2 separate regions of the Sus scrofa genome follow, and region 1 is linked to region 2. The links are chromatin contacts, called in public HiChIP or PLAC-seq maps. All regions are on one chromosome and are shown on one strand. Each heading gives the region's core, a stretch centred on a gene start, on an enhancer-like site or on the middle of the called end of the contact. The rest is flanking DNA. Distances are from core to core; before and after follow the strand shown. Region 1 holds the start of SRRM1 (serine/arginine repetitive matrix protein 1). Region 2 holds the start of IL22RA1 (interleukin-22 receptor subunit alpha-1).

Region 1 (4,820 bases), core at 1,498-3,997, 420 kb before region 2:
GAATACAACATAAAACACCCCCCTCACAACCAAGTTTGCTATGTATCTTTTTACACCCCTTTCTATGCTAATAAAGCATTTAAGGGGTTTTTTTGTTTGTTCAAAAGAGAGCACTTTCTATACTTTACAAACGAGACCATTTCATCCTCTTCTGAAAGCCAGGATCATCTTACAAAATTATTGTGGCAATGCATATAAACACAGAAAAAGGAAGAACCTAAGACTGTATGTTAAGTTTTCACAACTTGAAGAACTCAGAGTGCATAAAAAATAAAGGTCTACCATATAAACTCAATTTCTGCAAACAAACTGGAAAAAAGTGAGAGCTTACAAACATACCAGACCATCAAGTAACCACCAGACTGCATTTTGTCATTCCTACTGACCCAATTAAACCCGGATATACAATGTGATATGAAATCTACTGATTGGGAGAGCCTCCTTGCCTGCCAGCCTGTATCTCTCGCAAGCGCTTTTTATCTTAACCCACTTCTTGCCCATCAAAAAAAAGAAATCTACTGATCAGTTCTCAGAGTTGGCCACTAATCCTTTGGAAAGTGATCGAGAAAATTCTTTTAAGAAAGTAAAGAACCTGATTAGAATCCCAACTCTGTCACTATGTAAACCACATGACCTCAAAGCAAGTTACTTAACCTGTCTGAGAAACTTTCCCTAACTTGCTAAAACCTACCTCCCAAGGCTGAGAATATCCGAAACGATATACATAAAGTAACTGGTGTGTGGCAGAAGTTCAGCAAATGAAAGGTACTATTTCCATCTTAACTGAAAAATTCAGTCTATTACTCGATGGAAGTGTACTAAAAGAATAACTGCCCTAAAATCTTTAATTCAGAGCTCAAATCTAATCAACTTCTCTAAGAACCCAAGGCAATATATAAAACACTGCCCTTTCCTTCCAGATTTTTACCAACACTAAAAGCAAATCTCATTCTTAAAACAGCCACTTTGTTCTTTTTCTGTTGGAACTCTCTTCCGAGGGAAAGTGACAATAACAAGAAAAAATTAAAAGAACAGACTTGTTTCAAAAGAATACATTCAGACTACAGGATATGTTGAGTATTTACCACAAAAAAACTTTGATGGAAATCACAAAATGGAGAGTTCATCTGCAGTGTGAAAATTTGATATAAACTCACTGGAAACGATCATTACATAAATAACTATAGTACTGTTTGCATAACCTAAGAACAATCAAACAACCGGCTGTATCAAATTCTTGGAATAACACTTCAACCTTTAATGAAAAACTAGTTGGCACATTTAAAGCCAAGACAAAAGGCATTTCAATGCTAGCTTTGGAGTGTCAAGACATATCTTAAAGTCCCGGTCTTACCCTCTTTTATCTTTTCCTTTAAACACACAGAAACTGCATGTAACATGCTCCAGGGAATGGAAAGAGCCAATATGCACTACAGATTCTGACTTAAATCAACTGGTCTCTATATGGTCCGTTCTGCCTTAAAAAGAATTTGCAAACTCTAGTCCAATCAGTGTCACTTCCCACCCATCGAGATCTCGAATGGGTCCTACGGGAGTGTAAAAGGGGACCAAAAGAGTCCAGCACGCGCCCGGTAAAAGTATGGGCCCTGAGGGCCAACTACGACGAGAAAACGTCCCCATCTCCAGGTGATGGGCGAGAATCAAGAGGAACCTTTTCACCAAAAAGATTTTCAAGAGAACGTTCACAGGGGGTGGGGGGCGGTGAGCGGGAACGAAGAGTAGATCCACTCCATACCCCTGCCTCCACAAACGCGCATACTTTTTGTTGCACCCTCTGCCTGGAGTCTCAGACTCAAACGTTCTAACTACAAATTATCTGCATTCCCCTCCCTGAAGGGCTATCAAATTGGGCGGGAGCTCCCGCGAACTCTGACCCGGAGCCTTCGGGAAGGCTTAGACCAAGAGGGAGGGCGCGCGAGGCGCGGGGGGAGGGGGTTTGGTGCCCGCTTTCTCAAGAAAAGCGGCTCAAGGCTGCTTCCGGTCCTCTCACCCGCTCTCCTGAGGCGGTACCCCCAAACCTGTCCTCCCCAGGGCCCTCCTGCCGCCAGTCACCTCAGGGTTTCCCTCCGGCCTCCCCCCAGGGACTTCCTCCTCGCGGGTCCGCTAGGCCCCAGGACCCGGTGGGGCGCGCGGCTCTCCCTGCAGGCCCTGCCAGGGAGGCGGGCGGGAAGGTACCGCTCAGGCCCATTCCCGCCGCCATTTTCCGGCGACCGTCGCTGCCGCGTAGGGGGGACGATCCCGGAGGAGGAGACTGCGCAGGGGCGCACCGGTCCCCGCCGCAGGGTAGTGGGGAAGCGTCCACTGGCAACGAGGATCCTCAGGATCTTCGAAGTCTCCGCTCGCTGGCCACCCCATCTCGAGTTTAGGCCTCCTGCTGGGCCTTTTCGATAAGCCCCTCACCTCACCCCAGATCCCCGCGCTCCTACTTACGCGGAAGAATCCCGCGTCCATCTTGCTGCCTCGCTCGGAGATCGCTCCCTATCCCAAGGTGCACCGCGCCACCGCGACGGAGGGCGGGACCGGCAGGGAAAGCCGAGCGCCGGGACGCAGCTCGCGCTGCTCCACCCGCCCTTCCAGCGGACACGAGGCCGCGCTTGCTCAGTGTGGAGAGCGCTCGCCAAGTGTGCGCACGCGCGTTCCGGGAGGCGGGCTGCTACCGGACTCCGAGCTTCTCCAGTGGCCAGTCCTTGAGGAGAGCCTCGCGACCACAGCCAATGGGAGCGAGCAAGAGAGTGTCGTCCGGTCGCCCCGCCCTGCAAAACCTTTTGTGGCGCTTAACCAGCCTTGTTCGCTCAGCGTGAATTGACCCTTCCTTCGACCCGTAGTGGGGGCGGCTTTCTGCCCCCCCCCGGGGGGGGGCTCCATGGAGAGCTTGTGGAGAAAGGCTGTTACCTCAGGGTGACGCTTGTGAGGCCGCTCTTGCGCAGAGGAGAAGCCTGCGGCCTCCGCTTTCGTTAGAAAAGTTGTGATTGTGTTGCTTTTACGAGTTTCCAGTTATCGAGGTCGGCCCTGAAGTAGTCGAGCTCTGTACTATGAATGAAATCTGCGTTTTGGTCCCGCACCCTCGACTTCCGCTACAACTCCTTAGCTTTGGGGAGAAGCTGGAAATGTCCGTTAGATGAGTTTCGGAACCGGCAGGAAGCTGATGAGAGCCGGGGCCCCCGGGCAGAGTCTGACGGAAAGGAAGCCGGCCTTCAGGCTTCGGGACTTTCGGAGCTCACGTGTGCCTCACCGGCCCAGCTCTGGCTGCGAGGGCCTGCAACCGGATGCCTTCTGCCTCCTTTCCTTTATGCACTCTCTTTTTCTCTGAAAGGGAACATGTGACCCTTCTCTAGCCATCTTTTGTAACGTAACCACACACACACACCCCCCCCAACACACACTTGCCTCCCTTTCCTGATTTTTGTTCACAATGTATTCACTCTCTTGGCTTCAAATACCAATTCTGCCAACAACTTCATAGGTTTCCAGCTCAAGGCCTCTCCTCTGAGCTTCGAACATGTATTGGCAACGTCCTGTTCAATGTTTCCGCTTGGACAGACGTCACGAACGTAACATAAGTAGGAACTGGGCTCCTCGTTTCTCCTGTTCTGCCTGGAACTCCCTCCCTCCACCCTCCACCAGGCCAAAAACCCGACCTGTCCCTCCCAAAGTCTTCCCTACCTCAGTTGATGGCAGTATCTTTCCTTTTGTTTAAGATACAAGCCTTGGTTGTTAATCTCGATTCCTCTTGGAGTTCCCATTGTGGCTCATTGGTAACAAATCCCTACTAGTATCCATGATGACACGGATTCGATCCCTGTCCTTGCACAGGAGGGTAAGGATCTCCTGTTGCTGTGGTTGTGGCATAGGCCTGCGGCTGTAGCTCCCATTCGAACCCTAGCCTGAGAACTTCCGTATGCCAAAGGTGTGGCCCTAAAAAAGAAAAAAAAAAAGCTGGACTCCTCTTCCTCCCACATCTCACTGCCAAACCATCAAGAAACCCACTCTGCTATCGTCTAGGTTCAAAGCACCATCATCTTTGGCCTGAACTTCTGCCCTAGCCTCCTATCTGGTTTCCCTGCTTCTACCCTTGCGGATCAGCATCTGTTCTAAATGCACCAGAGTGAGCCCGTTGGAAAACCTTAGGCAAGTCACTCAAGCTCAAAACCTCCCAATACCTCCTCCTTTTCTCCAGCAAAGGTGGAATCCCAGGAAATGGAAATGCCCCCACATCTTTTTTTTTTTTTTTTTTTGCCTTTTTTTCTAGGGCCACTCCCTTGGCATATGGAGGTTCCCAGGCTAGGGGTCTAATCGGAGCTGTAGCCACCCGCCTACGCCACAGTCACAGCAATTCGGGATCCAAGCCACGTCTGCGACCTACACCACAGCTTACACAATGCCGGATCCTTAACCCACTGAGCAAGGCCAGGGATCGAACCCACAGCCTCATGATTCCTAGTTGGATTCGTTAACCACTGAGCCACGATGGGAACTAACACACACACACACACACACACCCCGTCTTCTTGAATCTCATTTCCTAGTACCCTAACACTGCGCAGTGCTTGAACTTCTGGTTGTATCTTCTGCCAGAATGCTCTCTCCCCACATATCTACTTGCAAATTTCAAGCTTTACTCAAGTATCACCTTCTCAATGAGGCTACCCTGGAAATTGATCACTTAACTCTCTTTACACCCTTGATGCCTCTTAACCTACTGTTTCCCCCACCCTCAGCATTTATCACCTTCTAATATTTACCTATTTTTAATATGTTTATTGTCTGTTTCCCACACTAGAATGTAAGCTCCTTAAAGT
Region 2 (4,619 bases), core at 1,675-4,174:
GCCTAAAGGTCAGTTCTGTAAGTCAATGTTGGGCAGCTGGTCTGTGTTCAACCACGTGGAGGGTAGAGAGAAATACAAGGGGTGCTCTTTGCACTCAGAACATTTTCTCCCTCGCTGGGGAGACAAAAAATCATTGAATTTTAGAGACCTGGAGACAAACATTATCTAGGGATCATCTGCCAGTGGTCACAGTCTCCCACCGAATCCCCCCAGCAACAGCGGGCAGCCCACCCTAAAGTCAGCCACACTTTTTCGCAGGGAGCGTGCGTTCCTTAAATCAAAAGAAATTTGCCTCCTTAATATGTCCTCTGACTGTCCCCCTGGTTCTCCTGTTCAGAGGGAGTTACACAAAAAGGGGCTTGACCCTCCTCTGTGCCACAGCCCCTCCTCTGATATTTGCAAACGACGCTGGCACCTCACTTGGCCCCCACCTCCATCTGGATACTATTGGACAACACTAAGTGCACAGCAGACCAGAGCTCTAGAAGGACTTTTTAAAGTGAAACCCTGGTGGGCTGCCGTTGTCATGAGCACCTTGCCGGAGGGGACACCATCCCAACCAGCTTGGAAGAAGGGGGACTTCGGGGAAGGGAGAAGGAATGGCCTTCCCAGAAATGGGTCCAGCCCCGACAAAGGCATTTCTTCCATGTCTTCTTGTTTTGGGCAATGACTTTACTCTTCCTAAATATAAAGCAATACATTTTCTATAAGAATTTCAGAAAACGCCAATGAGCAAAGGAAGGAAAATTAAAATATCTGTGAGTCTCTACCACCCAGAAACAACTCCATGAATATTTGCACATGTATCTGTCCAAGACTTTTTTTCTCGTCCTGTGTATGTGTTTTAACGAGGCTGGTACAGCACATAGTTTGCGCCATGCTATTTTCATTTGACAAATTATGGTGAATTTTTCCCAAGCCACAAAATCGTTTTCTCCAGTGTTATTTTGAAGGCTGTGTTCACCTTTCATTGGGTGGACATACCACCATGCATTTAACCAAACCCCTATTTCCAGACATGGATGCTGTCCTCGTTTTAATTTTTTTCTTTCTTTCTTTCTTTCTTTCTTTTTTTTTTTTTTTTGCTATTAGTGATGATGTCTGGCTGTTCCCAAGTTCTTTAACGATCTAGGTGTCTTCCTTCTCATTAATAATCCCACAGTCGTAGTCCATCATAACCATGAGGGGCCTAATCCTTTCATAGGTTCCTTCCAGATGCTTCTGAGATTCCCCAGGAAGAATTCATGTTCCACAGATTGTGGGGTTGCTGTGTGTCCTCTCAGACTGCCAGCCAAGATCACTCTCCTTATGGGTCTTTCTTGGCGTTTGTAACCTATTTCTCTTGCCATGATCTCCCCACACCCCCTTGTCCCTAAAGTCATCTAAGGCCCCACATCCAGAAACTTCTTACATCTTTCAAACTAAAGGACTTTAGTACAAGAGGGTTGTTTACCCAAGTGATGGAAGTGCTGAGAGTCCAATCAGGGACTGGGAAGCAGCCCCAAGATTCACTACAGCAGGAAGCTGCTCCCTCCTTTGAGCCAAAGGGGAAACATGAGATGCTGTTATCAGAAGCCAGACCACCCATCAGAAAGACAGTGGCAGCTGCCTGGCTGGAAGCAGCTGAAGCTCTGGAAGAGACCCAGTTGATGTGTGGGATGCCAATCAAAGTAGAGGAAGAGGGGGGCAATACCCTGACTTTTCTCCACCAGCTGGACAGTCTTCCTCCAGTGTCTCCCATTGGCTGAGCCTATCAGGAAGCCTTGACAAAGGATTCTGGGAAATGTAGTTTCCTGCAATTAACAAGAAAGGTCTGGCACAAACCATACTTTAATTTCCCCAAAGCACAGCTCAAATTTGGCTGTCTCATCAAAGTTTACCAGATGCACAGAGCAAACTGATAACAGTTTACAACAGAGAAAAGAAAAACTTAAATATAAATCCCTCGATATCACAACTTACTACCTCCTAAAGCCAAGACCTCTCTAGCCCCGCTTCGCAGAGCCAGGTCTCCGCCTGCTGTCGTGTGACTGGGGCCAGCCACCTCTCCCAGGAGGCAGAGATCTCTAATCCTGTCCACCCTAACCAGAGTCCAGGCCCCTTCAACTTTCTCTTGAGGCCCAGAGAGAAGGGGGAAAATCATTCCCTAAACACCCATCCCGGTGGAGTTCATGCTATCCCTGTAGATACAGCTCTACATGTCAGGACAGCGTGAGTGGGCAGTTCAAATATTCATTGTTCCAAACTAAAGTCCCATTCCTGAATGTTCCCCCATCTCTAGCACAGTAGGAGTCACTAAAGTTTGAGATCTTTTCTTTTTCTAATGGACTGAAGGTCCCAGACCCCAAAGGCTCGAGGTAGGAGTGCCTGGGCTTCTCACCTTCAGCAGCCTCTCTAGGAGGAAGTCTGTCCCCAAGCGTGGCAGACCTGCTTCAGGACAGGAGGAAGGGCAGCAGAACCCCCCGCCCCCCGTATCTCCTCTTGCCAGAACAAAGCCAAGGGGTCCAGCTTTCCCTCTGCCACCAGGAACATTCTAGAACATATTTTCTGCTCCTTATTTGCTCCAGTTGTTTTCCCTAAGGTGAATTCCTGAGAATGGAACTCCCAGAATGCAGCAAAAAGAATTGGTGGGTTGTAGGCTTTTGATACCAAAGTGCCAAATTGCTCTCTGATAAGGCCATACATCACGGATTATTTTTGCCTGTTCTGCCTCTCAGCTCACTAATAAAGCATTAAAGAGTCTTGGGATGAATCAGCCACCAGACCAGATAAACAAGCCGACCTGTCACTGATGCTGTTCTCTACAACTAAGAAGGGAACTCCCTTGGATCCCGCCCAGGACCTGGAATTCCGAAGCACCCAGGCCAGGTACCTTTGTACCCAGCTCCCGCACCACTCAGGTTCCACCTTCTCTCCTTTCCCCGCCCCCGCGCCTGGGTGGAGCCAGCTGCCAAGGCGCCAAAGCTTCCCAGCCCTCCCTCTGTGCTCAGTCCAGAGTGGAGACCATACGAGGGCTCTGTGCCCGGCCCTCATGAGGACGCTACTGACCTTCCTGGCGGTGGGATCCCTGGTCGGTGAGTGTCCATCGCCCTGTGCTCAGACCTGCCCCCTACCTGGGAGCCAGTGATCTGGGGTCGTCTCCCCTGGAACCCCATCCAGCTCCAGCATAACCAGTTTCAGTTTCTTCTCTGCTGGGCTGAACTGGGTGCCAAGTTTCTCTGGAGAGGTAGATATGAACTTAGCTTGCTGGGGAGGATGAGAAGGTCCCTCAGACCCCAGGTTTTCCCAGAAACTCAAGTGGCCCTCAAGACTTTGGGGATGTAACCACCTGTCTGACCTGGGGGTATGGATCCCCTTACCCCAGTGGATGGAGAAGTAGCTTGAGGGAAATGGACATCCTTGAACCCCTCAAATCTTTCTGATAGATGCTGTACCTCTGTGCCTCTGCTTCTGGCTGGCACTGGCCTGTCATGGGGAGGGACAAGATGGACAGAGCTTGAGTCCAGCCCTTGCCTCCTTCCATGTCCCTATGACCACCTCCTCCAGCCCCTCATGCTGGACCTAAAAGAGCGCTTTCTCCCAGAGTGGCCAGGTCTGTTGCATCAATAGATCTTAAAACCCCCAGAGCTCCTTTGAAAACAGGACTAAAGGACGTAGTTTTCTAATCCAATAAAGTAGGTTTTGGATGTATCCTTATGGAGAAGTTCCAGACCAAGCCATGAGATTCTAGACAGTCTATGTGCTCCCTGGGGTGTTTAATAAATTTCAAGGAACTTTCTTGGGAAGGGAAAGCATAGTCCTGACTGAAGAAGGAGGCGGGCTGGCCTCTGCAAGGCCCCTTCTTGCTCATGTGCAGGATGGAGGCTGTAGAGGCCCGGAGCTTCCTGGCCCCCTCCACTGCTGTGCCCCACGAGTGCTGACCGGATCCATGGGCTTCCAGCCTCTCCTCCACTTGCCAGCAAACGGGGCATTCTCACCACACTGGACTCGTGATGAGCTAGGGAGACTTGATGCATCCCCCGAGAGACCCCAAGTCATGTCCCTTCAGACCCCCCCACCCATTCTGGTTGGAGATTTAGAGGTTCTCAGCCCTTTACCATGGGGGACTCAGGGGAACAGCCCTCAGGAGATTGTTAATATCAGTAAGATCGCTGCAGAGACCCAGGTCCTTTCAGCCCCAGCATCGTTGGGCTGATTCTTGAGCATGTCAAGTTATTTTTGCTTGTTGGTTTGTGTGTCCTTAGCTCCCCATCTCGTTGACATAGAATTGTTTTTCCAAACAAATGAGAAAAACCTCTTTTGATCAAGTCCCCCAGGCTGTCTGTCTCTAGGCAATACGTGTCTCCCCAGGATTTCACAATGTAGACTTTCACCCAGGAAGTGCAGAGGCAACGCAGGCTGAGGAACTGGTGATGGATTAGAGGAAGAGGAATGAGTGGGTAGGAGGAGAGGGGAAATCTTGTTAGACGTCAACACCCCCGAAAAGAGGGGAGCCAGCCACTGTCTACCCACCCACCTTCAGGAAGCCAGCTTCAAATACCTCTTGAAGAATGGGACCAACCTTCACCCAGCCTGGGTCCTTTACCTCCCGAGCCTGTCCCAGCCTCGGCCACCTGCCT

Evidence for each region. HiChIP or PLAC-seq counts read pairs in DNA pulled down with a chosen protein or histone mark.
Region 1: an H3K27ac HiChIP or PLAC-seq map of alveolar macrophages shows a contact between it and region 2. The contact joins the promoter of SRRM1 here to the promoter of IL22RA1 in region 2. A contact is called at or near these places in 1 of 5 promoter capture datasets (liver) and 1 of 2 datasets of contacts at active chromatin or transcription factors (alveolar macrophages).

Annotation. Positions count from the first base shown.
Region 1 is chr6:82,307,119-82,311,938 of Sscrofa11.1, reverse strand. It overlaps SRRM1 (serine/arginine repetitive matrix protein 1), which reads right to left and starts at 2,747. Exons shown (of 16, transcript XM_021095577.1): 1 at 2,452-2,747. The coding sequence starts at 2,472. It also overlaps the pseudogene LOC100522323.
Region 2 is chr6:81,883,322-81,887,940 of Sscrofa11.1, reverse strand. It overlaps IL22RA1 (interleukin-22 receptor subunit alpha-1), which reads left to right and starts at 2,924. Exons shown (of 7, transcript XM_021095535.1): 1 at 2,924-3,074. The coding sequence starts at 3,032.